Regions from separate parts of the Gossypium arboreum genome. Here region 1 is linked to region 2. The links are chromatin contacts, called in public Hi-C maps. All regions are on one chromosome and are shown on one strand. The core of a region is the stretch at or near the end of the contact, and the rest is flanking DNA. Distances in the headings are between cores, read along the strand shown. Region 1 holds the start of LOC108479762 (protein LAZ1). Region 2 holds the start of LOC108479554 (protein ALTERED PHOSPHATE STARVATION RESPONSE 1-like).

What was found. Hi-C and Micro-C count contacts between places; a contact is called where the count stands out from the background.
Region 1: a Hi-C map of leaf shows a contact between it and region 2, with 4 times the contacts expected there. The contact joins the promoter of LOC108479762 here to the promoter of LOC108479554 in region 2. A contact is called at or near these places in 2 of 5 Hi-C or Micro-C datasets (both in leaf).

What each region holds. Positions count from the first base shown.
Region 1 is chr12:7,385,867-7,391,521 of ASM2569848v2, reverse strand. It overlaps LOC108479762 (protein LAZ1), which reads right to left and starts at 2,633. Exons shown (of 8, transcript XM_017782536.2): 1 at 2,189-2,633; 2 at 2,043-2,099; 3 at 1,221-1,329; 4 at 138-322; 5 at 1-48. The coding sequence starts at 2,326. It overlaps LOC108478523 (lysM domain-containing GPI-anchored protein 2), which reads right to left. Exons shown (of 4, transcript XM_017780985.2): 2 at 5,504-5,624; 3 at 5,214-5,407; 4 at 4,784-5,089. The coding sequence ends at 4,998.
Region 2 is chr12:7,254,187-7,260,010 of ASM2569848v2, reverse strand. It overlaps LOC108479554 (protein ALTERED PHOSPHATE STARVATION RESPONSE 1-like), which reads left to right and starts at 2,999. Exons shown (of 5, transcript XR_001870477.2): 1 at 2,999-4,705; 2 at 4,906-5,117; 3 at 5,591-5,814.

The DNA.
Region 1 (5,655 bases), core at 1,384-3,883, 130 kb before region 2:
AGCTTCAAGAATTAGTGACAAAAGAGCAGTCAATAACTTGATTATCATCTGCAGACAGAAAATACAACTACATTAAAAAACGAAACAATGAAAGAAACAAAAATAATATTTTATTTCTTCCAGCTAAAAGCCCTTACATATTGGACAATGCCAAACTTGACAACTTGGTAAAACCATTGGCCAAGTTTCCATGGTCTTAGGATATAATTCACGGGAAAGGGGTGTTTAACGGTTCCCTTTTCACAATCGAGTCCCAATAGTGGAGTTTTAGAACTTGCATGTCCTAGTCTCTCCATGAATTCAATAGTCCGCTCTTCCCCACCTTAAAAGCAGAAATTGAAAGAAATATTCCAATAAAATGATTTTCTCAACATGAGCCACAAATGTAAAAGTCGTTCAACTCTGAAAAAGGAAGACTATCATAAAATTAAAGGGAGAAGACAAAAGTAAAATGAAATATTTAACAAATAGCCTCTATGATGGATCTTTGGAAACTCCACAAATGCATGTCTATCACAAGCTTCAATTTCTGAATATTTTGATAGTAATTATTATTAGAATTTTAGGCCCATAGTATGAAATACAAGAAAAAACTAGCCTGTACATCAGGTAGACAGAAGTATTGAACAGTCCAATTCCAATCTTCTTTTGTACCTCTTTCTTTAATGAAATATTTACAGTAAGCTTTTCATTTTATTTCATGTGTCATCGATAGCTCAATGCATGAGATTCTTTGAACAAACAACTTCAAATTAATACCAGTTATTGGCTAGTAACTGGGAAAAAAAGCCTAGAGCCACCATGTAAAATGTTTACTGTTAAGCCTTCAGAGCAAGTCATCATTGCTAAAGGTGAGGGGTACAAATAATCACGACCTAGACCTTGCTTGAGTAAAACAAAAAAAGTAGAGCACATTTTCTTTTAGAATTTAACTAGAGTGACTTGGAGGCATTATGAGTCAGCATGGTTTGTTAGACATCAGAAGATTACATACATTGTTAAACAGTGAGAAATGAAGAAGAAAAGCATTGAAATTCTGTTCAAAGACATGGAAAAAAATATCAGGGTGCCCAAAGTTCAGATTCAAGGTTTTATTAAAAGCAAATAACAAGATGATGCCACCACAGAAACTGTAATCTCAATGAAATAAAAGGCAAAGCTGATACAGAAATAAGAAATAAATCTTTATTAGAACTTCAAGGCTCTAGAAATGGACATACCCAAGCAAGCAACAAGGTATCTTCCAAAGCAATACATGGCAAATGATTCATAGCAATCACGTAGAATCGAACAATAGACACTAATCGATGGATCCACCAATGATACAAACTGTTAACATAATCCATGTTAGCAAGACAAAATATAGCATATTATTGCACTGGATGCATGGTGCAAAGAAAAGCATGTTTAAAGCACCTTGCCCAAACCATACCTAAGACTAAACGGCACAAGAAACTTAAAATAGTAACCTAAGCTTAATACGGATCAAATTTCATCCAAACACAAAATTAAGTAAATTCAACCAACCACACCTTTCAAATCAAGTATGTTAGCAATTCTGCACTGGTGAAGATCATGCCAATGAATTTTACTTAAATGTCTTAATGTACATATCCAGATCAATGAATTTTACATATATAAAAGATGTATATTCAGCAATCTCGAAAATTTACTTCAAATTTTGAAAATAATCGAGCATGATATTTCAATTTCAGGAGTCTTACCTACAGAAATTTAAGCGGCATGAAATTTCCAGAGTTGATCATAAACATTTAGCTAGTGGTTTTACCAAGTACATTCCATAATCACTAAAATACCAACTTCCACCAAACAAATCAAAATTGAATTAGGAACAAAGGACAACAAATTATGAGCATTTTTTAATTCATCAAAACTCAAGATACATGCTGATGATTTTAACATTACATTATTAAACATTAATGCAAAAGACTAAGATGAACTACATAAAACATCTAGCTCTAGCTTCAAAAGATCCCACTAAACTAAGAAAATAAGTGAAAATCCAATGAAAAGAAACTCACTGATTCTACAGAATAGCAAGGAACCATAAGAATAACCCCGATCAAGAACTTCTGCTCCTGCTAGTCCAAGATCACACAAGAAAAAGTCAACAAAAGCAATATAGAATAAGCCAAAAATTAAAATGACTAAGAAAACAAAAGCTTGCCTCAGGATGCTTGTATGAAGAGAGGTGCTGGAAGATAAGATACACTGAAAGCGTAAGTGCAATGACTAAAAACACTCCAGCTATCAAAGTCGCCCAAATAGGAGGCGAATAACCCAATAGATAATCTGTAATCTTCATCAGCTTTTAAACTTTCTTTTACTTTGATGACGATCAGCGTAACTTATTTTCCATTTACAAAAGCCAAGAAGAAAAAGTAGTTAAAAAATCAAAGGGTTGAAAATTTTAAAACCCTAGAAAAAACTTTGACTTTGATCGATAGGTGAGGGGAAGCAGGCACGGACGCTGCACGTGTATCTGCTTTATCCCCTATTGCTGGGCATCTTTCAATCTGGTTCTTCTTGTGGCATATTTTTAGAGGGTTGATGTTGGGTTACTTGCTTGGCTCGAAATTTGAAATAGATTTTTGGCAAAACATTACGCAGTAAAAAAATAGTTGTATTTAAAATATAAATTAGCTTATTCAAGGCTCGGGTTTATAATACATGAAAAATAAATTTATACTAAATATATAATATATCTTTAATCTAAATAAATATTTAAATAATGTTAAGGTAAATATATAAAAAATTTAATAAATAGAAAATATTTAAAATTATTAAATATTAAATTAAAATAATATAAATATTTAAAAAAATAATATGGGTGAGTCTAAAATAAACTTAGGTTAATTTTTTGCAAATATGGTAGACTTGAATAAAATTTTAAACTCATATTTTCAAGTTAAGTCAAGCTTGAAAAATCTTAAAACATGTTAATATCATGTTTAAGCCGATTCGACTCATAAATACATCTACGTGTGTTATGTTTTTTAAGGATACCTATTCAATTTTGCTTATAAAATAGATTTGTTTAATGTATTCAACAAATAGTGAATTATGATGGAAGGAGTTGACTTATCATGCAGCTGGTCATACTTAAAATTTTAGAGTAAATAAAATTTTATAATTCAAAGAAAAATCTAAAAATATGAGCCGGAAAATTAACTGAAAATGTATGATATGTAATAATAAAATAAATGAAAATTTTGGACTTTAACAATTACTTATCTTGATAAAATCACATTTATTTATTAAGTAAACTTTAACTAAAAATAATTATATTTATTTTAGTCATTTTTCTATTTTTAATTATAAATTAATAAAAATTTAATTATTATAAATTTTATTTTATTTCAATTTTAATTAATAATTTTAAGTTAAATATTATAATTATTTAGTAATATAATAAAAATAAAATGTATTCTCCTCAGTTTAAAATTTTTCTAAACTCGTACTTATATATATATATTAATTATGGATTATAAATAAGGTGAAATTTTTTAAAATAAGGATAACAATATAAAATAGAATTTTCATAATTTAAAATTTACATTTATTAAATTGACAACTTAATTTTTCTAAAATTTTAATATTTAATTTTTAATCTAACAAACAATACCTTAATATTTCTTTAAAAAACCCTATTATTATCAAGTGGATGTGATTGAAATTGGTGTAAGAAATTAAAAATATAATTCAATTATAAAATTTCGTAAAAGAAAATAAATTATAAAACCGGCACATTTCAGTATTTTAATTTTAATATGAACAATTAAAATGTTATCCATATTTTTTAGTATTTTCAATTTAAAAATAATTAGTAAATAGAAAATAACTCATTAATTAATGGATGAGTATTTGATATACTTATAGTGTACTTTTTTTTTATTCTACAAGTAGTCTCAAAAAATTAGCATGTGCCTTTTTTTTAAAAAATATTTTACTATATTTCTATAAGACATTTGTCAAATAGTAATTCTACTTTTGACATTTAAAAACTCTATTAATACTGACGGTGTACTAGACCTGCTCATGGGTTGGGTCACTTGCCTATGCCTGAAGACCCGCTTGAAATATAAGAGGTTTGAACAAAAATATGAGGTCTGAAAAATAGACTTAAGTAAAATTTAAGGCTCATTTTTTATACATGTCAAGTTTTGGGTAAAATTTTTTGGCCCAACCCAAATGTATATTGTTATGAAAAAATAATTATATTAAATTACTAACTCAATAACAATTAAATCAATTACCCAAAACCTGAAAAAAGTTTATCCAACTAAATAACCCAACTCAAAATATAAAATTATATTTAATACAATAAAATATTTATTATATTTATGGTAGTGTTTTTTTAATATAAATGCTCTTTAATGTGTTAGAAAAATTTATTTTAGTCTTTTTAATGCATTTAATGTATTATATTTTAAAAAATATTTTTAAATAAAAATTAATTAAAAATTAAATATGAGTAGACTGAGTCAGACTCGAATTTACCTTTCTTAAATTAGATCAGGTTAGACAGAAAATAAACTCGTGTTTTGAGCCGAGCCCATAATTAAAAAATTAAGTTGGATAACTTGCATAGCCAGCATGAACCGATTTACCCTAGCTCGTGATCACCGCTACACCCTCTTAAGTACAGAAAAGCACTAGCAAGGGAAAGGTTGAGAACAACAAATGCATCAAAATTAAAATAAAGCTTCCGAGTATGGACCATTAGAGAAAGTAGCCGGAGATATAAATTGTTTCAGCCATATTTATCAACTAAAAAACTTTAGAATGAACTATTTTTATTTGAAATAGTTTTGAAGCTCTGGAGATGACATTTTCAGTGAGCTTGTGAATGAGTTTATTCACTCAATTCAACAATTTCTGATATCCGTATATCATCAAAAATAAAATTCCTTTACATTGCAATAATCTAATCATGATGTTGATCAACATAGGACTTCAATGGCAGCACTAACATTTCACTGGAATAAATGGAAACCAAGCAAGACCAAGATGAAAAGACAGTCCCAATTCGAATTGATTCTTGAGACATCATTGCTTGGAGGGGATGCTGTTCCTTCAAAACAGAGAAACATTGTGAGTTCTGGGTTCGAGGAGATTAGGCAACACTTGAGAATATAATGGACACTGTCTGCAATTTAAGACACAGGCTTAGAGACTTATATTTTACTTACTTGAACAAGATGAGGAGTCTTGAACAAGGGTTGTCATGATGGTTGAGTTGTTAAAGCCCGCGTAGGAACATGTTGATCGATTGCAACCTGCAGCGGTGCTATTTCCAATAGACAAACCTTCGGCACCTTGGCATTTCATGGATGGGCATGTATCCCACTTGGATGGTTTATTCTGGGATGGTTCACAATGTAATCTGACCAAGACAGCATAGTTATATATAATGAGAAAATTAGCAGATTGAAAGGCCAAAATTCCTGAAATAGTAAGGGGTTTGAAAGTATAAACTTACGTCCAGTTGTTAGCAGCATCACACATGCATTTCACACAACCATTTGCAGTGAAAAGGTATGTGCCATTAGCAACAAGTAAAGGGAAGTCGAAGGAGTCACCGCTTATGGATGAGTTGCAGGCTGTTGAGAAGGATGGACAACATCAAAGATT
Region 2 (5,824 bases), core at 1,750-4,249:
ATTGACAAAGAATGGAGTGTTTGATCAGAAATCCAAAAACCCAAAAGTTTAAGCAATAGGGATATCTATGGTGTTTTTGATAGTTTTTATGGAATTCTAAAGAGGTTTTATGTTATGAGGATGAAAGAAATTAAAAGGATGAAGGTTAGGAATCAAAATTGAATGAATGGGGTTTGGGAAGATAATGGATGGCAAAACAAAAAAGAATGGGAAGAACTAACGTGGGTTTTGTGAAGATAAAGGGGAAAATAGGGTATTTTTTAAAACTTTGATAAAATTCTTTAAAACTACTCCTAAATTGAACCCTTTTCCAAAACAGTCCTTATTTTACAATTGAAGGTCTTTTTAGCATTATTTTCAAAAATTTATTTAATTTTTCAAAAGTTATGATCGGAAATAATTTTCGGTTACCACAATTCAGAAATTTCTAAACCTACTCCGAGCCAAGATTCCTAATTTACCCTCAAAACTTTTAGGCCCAACTTTGGGATGTGATAACGAATCTCACTAATCTTCTCTTAGCCCCTATACTATTTTCATTAGTTATTAAAAAAATCATTTAATAATTCTTATTTGCTAATGTCATGGTCAACTCATAAATTTCTCGATGTTATCCTCAGACTGTCTCGATTTAAAGAAATTCGGTCTTAAAATCAAAATTTTTTTTAACACTGATGAAGATTGAGTCTTTACATGATTTGTAAGGGCACTGAATCAAGTTAAATGATTGAAGACGTACTTCGAGCGTCTTCTATAAAATCCAAGACTAGAAGATTTTTTTTTGGTGAATTACATGAAGAGGGCAAAGCCGTAACAACAATGCGACTATCACAACTTAAACTCAGGCCATACATGGAGTGATGAACACCCTAGTCATCAGGCCAACACACGAGGTTCAACACCAGAAGATATTGAACATCATACTAGAGCCTTTTTTGTCGATTGATTAGAGGTGTGTTGATGCTAAAAATTTTTGGCAACTTAGTTCATACCACGTATCTCCCATTATTATCTAATTTTGAAATGGTTGATAGATAGAAGTGGGGGTTTGCCATTTTGGTCTACCTATACATAGTGCTATTTAACGTGTGCTGAACGAGGAATGAACTAGTAAATGGCTGCCTAGTGATTTTATAATTGTAGGGGTGATGTCGACTTTCATGGATTGTGCTTAACCTCTTTGATATTCTAAGTTTCCATCTTGCTACAAAGTAAAATTAGGAGCATATGTTATAAAGTCTATTATGTTCTAAATGTCTTATATCTATATTGACATTTTGTATTTTAATAGGTGATTCGCGCATCGTGTTCATGCAACATATTGGAAGGAGAAATCTTAGTGATATCAGCATCTATTTGATGATAATTCAAATGATTCGATAATTTTTTATTTTATTTTGTTAAGTTTATTTACTATCACCTCGTAATCAAATTTAAAGATAACATCTTTACTATTTTTGCAATTTGTTTGTACAACGTATTAAGTGGAAGAGATTACAACTATACTACTGCCAAAGACACTTGTGCACATCCATGTTTTTATTGTGTGCATGTTGCTTATATGCTTTTTTTACATCAAATGGCATTGGTCTGATCAGGTATTATATATTTTGGAAAATCTAAAAAATTTTGCCAAATTTAAATAACATGAATTACTATCACCCCATAAATTTGCTTTTAGGGTTGGAGCATAATTGAGCCACTAGATTTTTCAAGTACATTGCACATTAGGCCATTAAAATATGGATGACTATCATCCTTTAGATTTGCATTTGTGATCAGAGCATAACTAGATCACTATATATGGATGACTATCGTCTAAAATACCTTGCATGGACCCAAATTGCCAAATTGTCATTTCAGCCTGTTAGGAAACTATTAGTCCAATGTAGACACAAATGATAGGCATCCATGTCTTGAAGAATGCATATTGCTTGAAAGTTGTCTTGGGTATAATATCAAACACTGCGTTGTTTAAGTATAGCATCCATATAACACATCAAATATATACAAATACAAATACATTCTTTAACAAGAATAATTCATTACATTATTTAACAAAAATAATGAATTACATTGAATGTAAATACATCATCAACACAACTTTTCACTAACTCGTTGATTGATTTCTTGTCACAACCAAATTAGTTCTTTTGTATAACATTTATGATCCAAGTGACCCTAAATTTATTAAAAGGTTGAATAAAATAGAGGATTATAAATATAGATAATTGAATACATTTTAAGATATTATATACTATTATATTTTTACCTTCTATTAGGAGGGAACTGTTACGGTTGAGAATGGATGGATGTTAGCCACGACACCCGTATCCATGCCAATGTTTGTAGAAGCAGACAATAATTATTTGTTTTGTTAATCTATCCTCAAGTTGCCCTACATAGCTTCTTATATAAATACGCTAGAGTCGCCACATCCTATTTTTTTATTTTATTTTCTATCTAGCTACAGTTTTAACGAAATGTTTATCACATTTTCTCAATATGATTTTTCTCAAATATTAACCATTTATTGTCAATTCTTACTTTTAAAAAGAAATTGTCAATTCTTTGGATGTGTTTTTCTTAAAACAAAATCAATTCTTAGAATGTGTTTTAAAAAAAATCAAATTGCCTTTTTTTTTTGAAAAGGTTTAAATTTAGTACGTTTTCTTGACTATATTGGATATATATAATATTATCTAAAATCATGAAAAATAAGAAACATTTTTAGGTGGAGGAGTTCATGAAGGGATGAGCGGCGAACCTCATTAATCGACCCATTAAGCATTTTATATTTTAAGTATATTATAATTTAAATTTAAATTAAAAATTTAGAAATAAACTAATTAAATTCTTAAAAATAAAAATAATTCTAAAATTTTAAAGAATTGAGGGATTTTAACCTATTAAATAACGATGGTTGTAGATTTATTATTTAAAAAAAAATAAAAAAGGGTATTTATGGAAGAGTAAAGGTGTTAAAAAGAATAACGTCATGATTTCAAAGCGATAGGAGGCGTCAAAGTTTCTGTCAAACCAAACAACATTTCTCAGTTTTTCATTCCCTTTCTCTCAGCTCTCAAAAATAGAAAAAATGCCCCCTTTTCTTTTTAGAACCAAATGAAATTTACTTACAGTGTTCCAAAAAGTTAAATTTTTTTTATTGCAATTTAATTTCTAATACTAACACCGAACGCACAAAGCAAAAGCACTGTTAGCGTTGGTGTTGGAGAAGAGTTTGTTTCTCTCTCTTCTTTCTACTTTCTGCTACAACACGACGACACACTCCGTGCTGGCAAAGATTCCTTCATTCTCTTCCTTCCTTTCTCTTACCCTAAAATTTTCCCCACCAACATTCACTTTTAACATGTTTTCTGTTTTCTTCATCTAAAAACCACTTCCTTTTTTCTTCAATTATTAGGAGGGGTTATTATGGGATGTTCTAGTTCAAAGTTAGATGATCTTCCGGCAGTTGCTCTTTGTCGGGAAAGATGTGCCTTTTTAGACGAAGCGATTCGACAACGTTTTGCTCTAGCCGAAGCTCATGTTGCTTACACTGCGTCTTTAAAGTCATTTGGTCAGTCTTTGAATAATTTCGTGGAGCATGATTTTGGAACTTCTTCAGGGGCGCTACCTCCTCCTCCTCCGTCGCCCAATAAACTTAAAAGCAAAGCCGTGGATCCAATTGCCGTTGGCCCAAGTTCTCCCAAGAAAGGTCATCACCATTCCCATTCCAATTCTGGTTCTCATCTTCACTTCCATTCCGATTCGGATGAAGATGACTCCGGCGGCTCTTTGCACCATTCAGACCATTCTTCGCCTTTGCACGACGATGGTGGGGGTCATATAGAGTATATGCACCCAAACTATCCCAATTATGGACCTCTTGAATCTGGGTCTTTTCCCGGCGGATTTATGCATATGAATTTTATGAGGAAGCAACCAACACCTTCGATTGTTTATGAACAAAGGCCTATGAATCCGGAGACTGTTTATATGGGTGAATCTTCATCTTCTTCTTATTATCCTCACTCTTATATGAGTAACAATAATCCTAGTTCTAGTTCATACCCTTATCAAGGTTACCCCAATTACGGTGGTTTTAGTAATTATTCTTCTTATTCGGCGCCTGGTTATGAGTCTTCACTGCAACCGATGGCGGGGTCATCCTCGAAACCACCACCGCCTCCACCTTCGCCTCCGAGACCTTCAGCTTGGGATTTCTTGAACCCTTTCGAGAGCTATGAAAGCTATTATCCTCCGTTTACGCCGGCTAGGAATTCAAGAGAAGTTAGAGAAGAGGAAGGGATCCCTGAGTTGGAAGATGAGGATTATCAACATGAAGTAGTTAAAGAAGTGCATGGAGACCAGAAGTTTGTTGATAGCGGTGGTTATTCCAAGCCCCCAGTTAAAGATGAGGATGGGAAAGTTGCTGCTAGTGAGTCAGAGGCTTCGCTTTATCAGACACGGCCGAGTGTTGGGATTGAAAATGATAGGGTGGAATATGAGGTTCATGTGGTGGATAAGAAAGTGGTGGATGATGAGAGGGCTGAGGAGCGTGGTACCGGGTCAAGGGGCGCTCCAAAGGATGTTTTTGAGGTGATTAGAGAGATACAGGTTCAGTTTGTGAGAGCTGCCGAGTCGGGGACTGAAATTGCCAAGCTGCTTGAGGTTGGAACACTTCCTCATCACCGCAAACATGGTATGGATTTTCATTCTTTTCATGGGATTATTGTGTCATTTATTTGTCCTTTCACTTGGCGAGTAAGAATTTTGTGGATATTCAATATCTGTGATTTCACAAGTACTGATACTTCATTAGATTGGACCTTTTTTTTTTGTCCAACTGTTGGTTTTCTGCGAGTCATACTAACTGTGGGATTTGGTATGTTTGTGGAGCAGTTTCCAAGATTTTGCATGTAGTTACTCCTTCGTTATCTGTAGTACCATCTCAGCCATCTACTTCTCAGACTGGCGAGTCTTCTTCGTCTGCTGACAACACTGATCCAGCTTTTCTAGAAATCAATGAAGAAATGGCCAGGAAAACGAAAAACCTTTCCGCTACTTTGCAGAAGTTGCATCTTTGGGAAAAGAAGCTCTACAATGAAGTAAAGGTATATTGTGCTTCTGTCCAAGCCTTCTCTTTACAGTTTTAGATTCATGATTATCTCGAGTTGCTGTATGGTCTAATTGATTCATGATTATAAGTAGTGGTTTCACATTTGGTTCGTTTTTAATTTAGTGTATTATGTTAGAATATGTTTCATTATCTATTATGTTTTACACTAATTTTATTTATATCTCATTTAAGGAATTGTTTCTCTGAAAGTTGCTGCTCTGAGATATTTACCTTTAAAGGGCTTGATGGTGTTGATTTTATGCTTTTTCATGGATAGCATAATAGTGGCTTTTATTCAATTTATGTTGTTTCTGTACCATTTTAGAAATACCTTGTCATCATCATAACTTGGTTTCTAGTGGAACTACAATGTTTTAGTTATACTCTGGAATGAAGAGATGTTGGGCATTTCTTTTAGTGGTTCTGTAACCATTCTTATCATTCTAACTAGAAGTTTCTGATCTTCAGGCTGAGGAGAAGATGCGGGTAGCTTACGACAGGAAATCTCACAAGTTAAGGCGACTAGATCAAAGGGGTGCTGAAGCTAATAAAATTGAGTCAACCCGGAATACAATCAGGGGTCTGTCCACGAAGATAAGAATAGCAATTCAAGTTGTTGACAAGATATCTGTGACAATTAATAAGATCAGGGATGAGGAACTATGGCCACTGCTAAATGAACTGATTGAAGGGTCAGATTAT